Linked DNA regions of Danio rerio: region 1 is linked to region 2. A link is a contact called in public Hi-C data. All regions are on one chromosome and are shown on one strand. Each heading gives the region's core, a stretch centred on a gene start, on an enhancer-like site or on the middle of the called end of the contact. The rest is flanking DNA. Distances are from core to core; before and after follow the strand shown. Region 1 overlaps tns1b (tensin 1b). Region 2 has its middle 500 kb from the start of tns1b.

Region 1 (4,932 bases), core at 1,418-3,917, 310 kb before region 2:
ATTAGAATTTTGGCATTTCCATCACTCTTTTCGACTTCAAAATGCGCGTTAGCATAGGGTGACCCCTCTACTGTGACTTTTAATATATTTTCTGTGTCCATATTATTAGTTGATTTGCCAACAACTCATATATGGATTTGTTTGTTTGTTTAAAAAGTAAATATACGTGGTCGTTTTTCTCAGTTTTAATGTTGTTAGATAATTGAGCATTTGGAAAATTTCCTTGACTTATATTTGCATCTAATACACAATTCATTGATAATGTAAACAAATGGTTGTTTTGTTGTTTGCTTATGCAGTAAACTCTGTGATTCAGCATTACAAGACATATTGAAGCTGAAATATTGTCCACAGAGAGGTTTTGAGTTCCATTATGAAACATTAAAAAGATAAAAGATGCAAAATAGACTTAGTCATACTAGTGGTGAAAGGCTACTGTTGCTATTACAAAACAATAACATGCTTTTTAATCAGGCTGACCGAAAAATAACATGCTTTTACTGTGTTTCAGTGTTATTTTAGAGTACAGTAGCTGTTTACAGTTTGCATTGTTCAACAATTGTGCACAGGGCTTTAGACACAACATGTTTGTGTCCGGTGCATGCAATCAATTATGTGCTTTGATTGAGGTTCTATTTATAGCGTATTTACTATTGCCAGAATTTGATAGAAGAAGAATAGAAAAAGAATCACAGCAAAAGCGAGGGATCAGTTCTCAAGTCCATCAGCTATAGAACCAGGAATTGATGGCGGAAATGTAACTAGTTTACATATGTGTAAAACAAATATATTATTTGTTTGAATTCATAAGCTTTCATTTATACTAATACGTATGATTTGTGAAAAAGGAGGCGTACTCCTAAACCATTGGGGGGTGGGAAATGATTAATACACTAAAATGTGTGATTGAGATCATACAAATTAGCCACTAAATCAAAAGATTACAAATTGATGATGGATGGATGGATGGATGGATAGATAGATAGATAGATAGATAGAGCATTCAATCAAGTTTACATTATTTTGTAAAGTGATTTTCACTTGCGTGAGTTTGTGGACGTGGAGATGGTGCAAATACAAGCATCAGATGTGTGTCTAATATATATATATATATATATATATATATATATATATATATATATATATATATATATATATATATATATATATATATATATATATATGTATATGTATTGTATTTTAGTTTTTTCCCTTTTAATTACCGATCATTTGATGCACTTTGGTCTACTCTCTGTATTATACGATAAAGTCTACATCGCATACACGGCCGGCCTGGAAGTACAATATGCACATTAATATAGCAGCATTTTTTAATAATACTTTATAACAGTAATTAATATTTTTACAGTTCTGTGACAGTTATGTTCAGGGTTGGGGTGGGGGCAGGCATTAAAAATACATTTTATTGGGTAATTTAATAGATAACATAAATAATGTTCGGTAGAACTACTGTTCTTACATTACTGTGACGATTGGGTTTAGGGTTAGGGGTAGGCGTTAAAAAATACAATTTATTGGCTAATTTAATAGATAGCATTAATAATACTCAGTGTAACTCCGTTTTTGCAGTGCTGTGAAGGTTGGGTTTAGGGCTGGGGTGGGGGTAGACATTAATAAAATACAATTAATTAAAAATGTAATAAATAATATGAATAATTCTTGTTAGCTTCCTGCCGCAACCATATCCGATCTAAAAACAACCATATTATGCTGCCTAATTGCCACTTTTTACTACTACAGCACCTCGCCTCTTTTCGTGTTCAAACCAACCCAATATCTGTGTGACTTTTCCCATGGCAGGTTTTTACGTCCTTCTTACATGTTAAGAGTAGAGTTGATTGTATTGAAAAGAGAATAAATCTTAACAAAGTCCACAAAGACATGACTTAGTAAAGAATGAGGTCATGTGTCATTTTAATTGTTGCATTAGTCTGAATGTAAATCCCATCGTCAGGCAGCGCTGCATGAGAGAGTGGACCACAGCACATCAAGCGAATCGAAAAGGTAAAAAAAGAAAAAATAGAAAACCTATGAATATTATGTATTAGACACAACTTTGGTGCTTGTATTTGCACCAGCTCTGTGATGCACATCCAGAACCTGGCATGTTGTGTGTTAAATTAGGGTGTCCAGTCTCAGTATTCAGTTTGTTACTTCCACTGTATCTGTTCAGGTGAGGGAATTGAACCAACCCTGTTTTGTAAAACATGCTGATTAAGTTGGCGGTTTAGTCCACTGTGTCAACCGCTGATGAATAAAGGGACTAAGCCGAAGGAAAATGAATGAATTAATGATTGATCAAATTTGATTTATATGTAAATGTATGATTTTTTAAAAGGAGGCGTGTCCCCAAACCCCACCTCTATGCTGTAAAAAATGCTGTGTTGCCAGTCAGTTAGGAGACCTGCTGGCTGTGTAAGAATGAATGTAGCATGTTAAAGTGCTCTGAATATGTGTGTGTGAGGAAACATATGGTCCAGCTCTGTGATTGTGCTCTGTGTGTGTAACCCGGTACTGCCCAGTCCTCCGGGACCCGCTGCTCCTTACAAAAGGCCAGCATGGGAAATGCCAGCCCGCTCCTCCTCTCCTCTCTCTCTTTCTGAACATTCTTAAGTCGTTGTGTCAGATATTGAGCAGCCCCTCCTAATCCTCTTTCTGTCTCTACATCTCTTTCACACACTCCTCTTTCTCTCCTCCTCCTCGAGTGTTTATACACCCGAAACCTGATTTCCTAACAAGGCAAACCCTCGGCCAGTCCCCACAGTGCACTTTCACACCCAATATGGTCGTCCTGCTCTTTTATTGTGTTGCCCGGAGGAGCACAGGGCTCATGTGTGCAGAAACGTGCCGGACAAACCACACGGGACACGCTTGAGAAGAGAAACATGACGGACTGTAATAGATGTGAAAAAAAAAACTATCGCACAGCAGTCAAGAGAGCAGAAGTGCACTGGAAAGGACTGTTTTTTACTCATAAAATGGTTGTGAATTTCACAAATGATTGCAAAGATGGACAATTACAGATTGAGTCATACGTAAAAGTTCAAAGTAACTATTTTAAGTGATACCATGAAGCAACCATTTTTGAGTGCCTAAAAAACGTTCATTAAACGATTTTTAACCATTTTTTTATGTTAAAAAATATTTTAGAAATCTAAACCTTTTTCCACTCTAAATAACTTTTGTAGAATGTCTATTTATGGATGGATAGATGGATGGATGGATGAATCAATTAATGGATGGATAGGTAGATAGATAAATAGATAAATAGTTGGTAGGATGGATGGATGAATGGATGGATGGATCATTTAATGGATGGATGGATAGGTAGATAGACGGATGGATGAATGGATGGATGGATGGATGGGTGGGTGGGTGGATGAATAGATCATTAGATAGATAGATAGATAGATAGATAGATAGATAGATAGATAGATAGATAGATAGATAGATAGATAGATGGATAGATGGATGGATGGATGGATGGATGGATGGATGGATGGATGGATGGATGGATGGATGGATGATTTAATGGATAGATAGATAGATAGATAGATAGATAGATAGATAGATAGATGGATAGATAGATGGATGGATGGATGGATGGATGGATGGATGGATGGATGGATGGATGGATGGATGGATGGATGGATGGATCATTTAATGGATGGATGGATAGGTAGATAGACGGATGGATGAATGGATGGATGGATGGATGGGTGGGTGGGTGGATGAATAGATCATTAGATAGATAGATAGATAGATAGATAGATAGATAGATAGATAGATAGATAGATAGATAGATAGATAGATGGATGGATGGATGGATGGATGGATGGATGGATGGATGGATGGATGGATGGATGGATGGATGGATGGATGGATGATTTAATGGATAGATAGATAGATAGATAGATAGATAGATAGATAGATAGATAGATAGATAGATAGATAGATAGATAGATAGATAGATAGATAGATAGATGGATGGATGGATGGATGGATGGATGGATGGATGGATGGATGGATGGATGGATGGATGGATGGATCATTTAATAGATAGATAGATAGATAGATAGATAGATAGATAGATAGATAGATAGATAGATAGATAGATAGATAGATAGATAGATAGATAGATAATGGATGGATGGATGGATGGATGGATGGATCATTTAATGGATGGATGGACGGACAGACAGACAGACAGACAGACAGACAGACAGACAGACAGACAGACAGATAGATAGATAGATAGATCTGTCATAAACATGATCGTCATGAGGCATTATAAATGTGTTATGAATGTTTTTCTGATCACGTTTTCAATAGAGCAAATTAGAACAATTTTTAACAGTGTGATTAATATTTAACGACACTATAATAACAAATTCAGGTTGTACCACTGTAGTTGAGGTTGCTCCGGGTGCCCCAGTTTCCCCCACAGTCCAAAGATGTGCAGCACAGGTGAATTTAATAAAATAAATTGGCTGTGTATGAGTGTAAATGAGTGTGTACGGAAGTTTCCCAGTGTTGGGTTGCAACTGGAAGAGCATCCGCTGCAAGGAACATATGCTGGATAAGTTGGTGGTTCATTTTACGGTGATGACACCTGATTAATAAAGAGACTAAGCCGAAAAGAAGATGAATGAATAATTAGCTATAGTTATTTTACTAATAAAACTTTTACATAACCCAGTAATTTTGCCTTAAATTGTGATTTGTTTTGCAAGAAAAATATAATTTTCTTCTTTTTTTACTTTTAATTCAATGTTCTAATGTCTGTCTTTAGTTATTATTATTATTATTATTATTATTATTATTATTATTATTAATATTATTAATATTATTATTATTATTATTATTATTATTATTTTGCATGTGTGTATGAAATTGTGAGACTGTTTCAAA
Region 2 (4,654 bases), core at 304-2,803:
ATGCAGAAGTGGAAAAAATATCCAAAATATCACAAATAACAGTATACAATAATGTTGTATTAATTAATGTTAATTAATGTATTTACTAACTCACACAAGCAATAAACAGCACAATTATCACAGCATCTGTACGTTTTTGTTAGCGTTAGCTTATGGAAATACATTTTTTTTTTGTTTTAAATATTGCATTAGTAAATGTTGAACTATGATTAATAAATGCTGTACAAGTGGTGTTCATTATTAGTGCATGTTAATACATTAACTAACATTAATTAATGAAACCTAATTGTAAAATCTGACCAGATCAGACTTTTATAGCCAAGGAAGTTGGGAAAGCTCTTTTTATTTAATGTTATGAGGTGTTCGCATACAGACTATAAAATATTAATAATAAAAAGCACAAAATAGTTAATACAATATATATATATATATATATATATATATATATATATATACATATATATATATATATATATATATATATATATATATATATATATATATATATATATATATATTGCATTAAAAACGTAATAATAAAATAAAGTTGTTAATTCTGTTTAATTAGTTTTTGTTTTTATAAAAATAAAAAATAAAAAATGTACCGATCGGAAAACCGTACCGAAAAAGTACTGAACCGATAAGTGTATCGATAAAAGTAGTAATACCGATTAAACCTTAACGATACCCATCTCTAACTGTAATTGATTTACAGTAAGTTACTGGCGAACTGCTGCCAGTCAGTTACTGTAGATTATGCAGGAAATTGTTAACAGTTTATATAAACCAGTGGCTCTGTGGTTAGCACTGTCGCCTCATAGCAAGAAGGTTGCTGGATCGAGTCCTGTCTGGGCCAGTTGGCATTTCTGTGTAAAGTTTGCTCTCCTCGTGTTGGCGTGGGTTTCCTCCAGGTGCTCCGGTTTCCCCCACAGTCCAAAAGCATATGCTATAGGTGAATTGAATAAACTAAAGTGGCTGTAGTGTATGAGTACGAGTGTGAATGTGAGCGTGTGTGGGTGTTTCCCATTACTGGGTTGCAGCTGGAAAGGCATCTGCCGCTTAAAGCATATTCCATATTCTGGAATAGTTGGCGAATATATTCTGGAATAGTAGTTCATTCCGCTGTGGTGACCCCTGATAAAAAAGGATCTAAGCCAAAGGAAAATGAATAAATGAATAAGTAAAATGTTCATTTAATAAATGCGAACTCATTAGAAGATCCCACATATTTGGAGCTGACTGTGCAGTAAATTCTCTAAACATCAACAGCACCATGTACATTTAGATGATCTCAGAAAACAGATGTTTTCTGTGGCGGATTGCAGATCTAATAGCTGAAATATGCAAGTGTTGATTTGCATTTCTGGGTTGCATTTCTCTCGCTTCCGCTAATTACTTCAGTCCGCAAACAAGTAAAGGATGATGTCATTCGGGAATTATGGAGTTATGTAGCAGATCAGTAAGCGGAAAGGCTTTTTCTCATTAAGTGTGTTCCAGAGTCGGTCACTCCTACTTCTTCACATTGCTAGAAGGTTAGAAAAAAGGTTGGCTCATTGTGTTGGGAGTGTCACTCTAAGCCCCAGAAGATTACAGAGCAAAACAATAGCTCTTATATAGCGTTACTCAGAGTTTCCACTCAACGGTCAGACAAAACCCTTGGAGGTGACCTAAGACTGTGTCTGTTATTGGTTAGTCTCATCTTGTCCTGCCACCAGTATCAGAGACTCACTTTAACTCAATCTTAAACTGACTATGAGAGAAATGTGTCTCTATGGGATAAAATGTGTGAGTTGAGTGAGGGATGTGTTTCCACCAGTTTTTTTCCAAAGATGATTTTGTCCTGACCACTAAAAAAAAAAAAAAAAATGCATTTAAACCAAGCTTTCAGCACAAAGGAGACGTCTCTAATATAATTTTTGTCATAATCAATTTAAAAACTACATTTGTTACCCCAGTACTATGAAGATTCTTATACTGAACTTACTTTAACATCTGAAAGTTGAATAAATAAGCTTTCCTTATGTTCTTATGGTTTGTTATAATATAACTGTTTTAAGCTTGTATGAATAGTTTAGATTCTGAGGTTTCAAGAAATATTTAAAGAGCCCATATTATACATGAAAAAGGGTCATATTTCAGTTATATGGGTCTCCAACAACATACTGATATGCATGCAAAGTCAAAAACACTTTCATGGTCTTATAATATGCTTTTAATTTTACCCAATTATCCCAGCGACTCTCATATGAATCGTTCAGCGATTCATTTGTTCCCAAACCCCTCCTTAGCGCGAAGCTAATCTGCGCTGATTGGACCGATGACAGCCTGTTGCGATTGGCTGACAGCGTTCAGCGCTAGACAAATGCCCAGTGCTAGACAAATGCCCAGCGCGAGACAAATTTGTCAAGCCCCCGGCGGACATAACCCCGTGACCAGCACTTAGCAGTGAAAATGAAACCGATAGCGTGCACATCATTTACTGAGGCGTGATTTCCGTGACCGAGCTTTTCTCCCTTCTCAGCTGTAACCTAAATCATTTCTTTTTGCAATTATTGCTGTGGCACCTCCTGGTGAAGTGTTATATGTTCTCAGGGCTTACCTTTATTCTGCTTCGCCCAAAGATCCCATCCCCAGCAAGGGGGTTGTAGTGCTCATCAGCGTGTAGCAGGCTGCCTTTATGCCTAATAAACTGACCTTATTTTGCACGCACCCCTGGTGTATTGTGTGCCCATTCTCACAAGTCTCATACACCAGTCTTTTCTGATCATTTCTTTAACAAACGAATGAATCGCCCACTGTAAGCGTGTAGACTGCTGGATCAATTATTTCCCCTTACACTTCCAATAATATCCAGGTAAGCACAGCGTCTTCTTGACTTATGACTTCAGGATCTGTTTATCTTCGCGGCTGTGTTGGTGAGTGGGGCGCAGGTTTAAATTTTCCCGGGTTTGTGCCCATAACAACTATGTTTCACGTCACGCCGAAACGGCTAAAGACTCGTTATAAAGACGATTCAACCACTATGAGTCGACTCTTTTTTAGATGAATCAATAGTTTTAAAAACTGTCCTCTTTCAGATTTAAGCCTTAGCTGGATATTTCACTTCACTTAGATCTGTTACACACTACATGGAAGCTCATTTTCGAAAACCCACAATAGGGGCTCTTTAAATATTGAGAATATTAACTTTAAAGTTGTCCAATGCATATTACTAATATAAGAAGAACACTGATTAGTATGATCTTTACTTGAGTTTATATAATGTTTTTTTTTACCATAAAATAATACCCATACAATGTATTTTGGCTATTGAAATATACCCACGCAACATAAGTGTGTGGTCAAGGGTCACATTTGATCTAATCTATCATCTATCACACAGTGGATGGCAACATCAACAGCCTGAGGTATCAAGACTGGTGCCCATTACAGTACAAACCACCGCAAAGAGCAAATTATTCTGCAGGATAGTGCTCCTCATACTTCAGCCTCCATATCAAAGCTCCTGAAAGCTAAGAAGTTCAAGGTGCTCCAGGATTGGCCGGCCCAGTCACCAAACATGAACATTATTGAGCATGTCTGGGGTAAGATGGTGGAGGCATTGGAGATTAATCTAAAGAATCTTGATGAACTCTGTGAGTCCTGCAAGAATGCTTTCTTTGCCATTCCAGATGACTTTAGTAATACGTTATTTGATTCATTGTAGACATGATCATACTCAGATAGCATACGAATGCGGGCCACTTTAGGCAGTTATGCGGCACTGGTGGTATTCCTTCAACCCAGACAAAATGAATGTAAACCTGAAGTGGCCGACCTGTACTGTGGCAAAGGGCGTCCAAAGATTTCAATTCATATATGGGCCATTTAAGGCAAAGATTTGGAACTTACGGCAAAATGTAACCTAAATGTGTGCCTAATGTGGCCCATGTGGAAAATGGTCAATTTGGCCCAAATGACAGAGGACAAATGTGGGCCACAGTTGGCAAAATAGTGGCATAGTCCTTTAAGGGTAATCTGAGTCTAAACCTAAAGTGGCTCACACGTGTAGATGCAAATTTGGCCCTGTTGTCTTAAGACATATGTGGGCCACTTTTGGTAAATATTCGGCACAGTAAACTCTGGCTAATGCAGCTGTTAGCCTATAGTGGCCCAGAGAAGATATGGAAAATGTGGCAGAGTTATCTTAAAACATATGTGGGCCCCATTTGGCAAACATTCAGCACAGTAAGCTATGGCTATGTGGATTTGAGCCTATAGTGGCCCAGTGAAGACATGGCAAATGGGGCCAAATTATCCTAAAACAAAATGCGGGCCACTTTTGGCAAATATTTGGCACAGTTAGATCTGGCTAATGCGGCTGTGAGCCTAAATGGCCCAGTGGAGATATGGCAAATGTGGCCCAGTTATCTTAAAACACATGTGGACCACATAGACTGAAGTTGCCATCATGGAGAAAAGTGTTTGCTTTAGCTGGGCTCATAGCCCTGAACCTCTTAATATACATTTTCTTTTGGGTTGCTGTAACTTCAAGAACTTTGCTAGAAAACTAAGTGAGGAACAACATGTAATGAAGTAATATAATTCACTGATGTTTACCAATGTTTAATCCAATATTAGAAGTAATAGGCCAGATCTGAGCCAGAATAAAAGT

The links. A called contact is a pair of places that touch in the nucleus more often than the background predicts.
Region 1: a contact with region 2 is called in a Hi-C map of fibroblasts, with 5 times the contacts expected there. The contact joins two enhancer-like sites. A contact is called at or near these places in 4 of 18 Hi-C or Micro-C datasets (caudal fin, fibroblasts, hematopoietic stem cells and 1 more).

The regions. Positions count from the first base shown.
Region 1 is chr9:49,549,851-49,554,782 of GRCz12tu, reverse strand. The region is part of intron 2 of tns1b (tensin 1b); the gene reads left to right. Among named protein-coding and RNA genes, the nearest start is that of tns1b, 180 kb to the left of the region's middle. Within about 2 kb of position 2,667, at least 29 of the 62 cell types and tissues checked have an H3K27ac peak or open chromatin away from gene starts, as enhancers often do.
Region 2 is chr9:49,239,125-49,243,778 of GRCz12tu, reverse strand. No RefSeq gene overlaps it. Among named protein-coding and RNA genes, the nearest start is that of tns1b, 500 kb to the left of the region's middle. Within about 2 kb of position 1,553, at least 5 of the 62 cell types and tissues checked have an H3K27ac peak or open chromatin away from gene starts, as enhancers often do.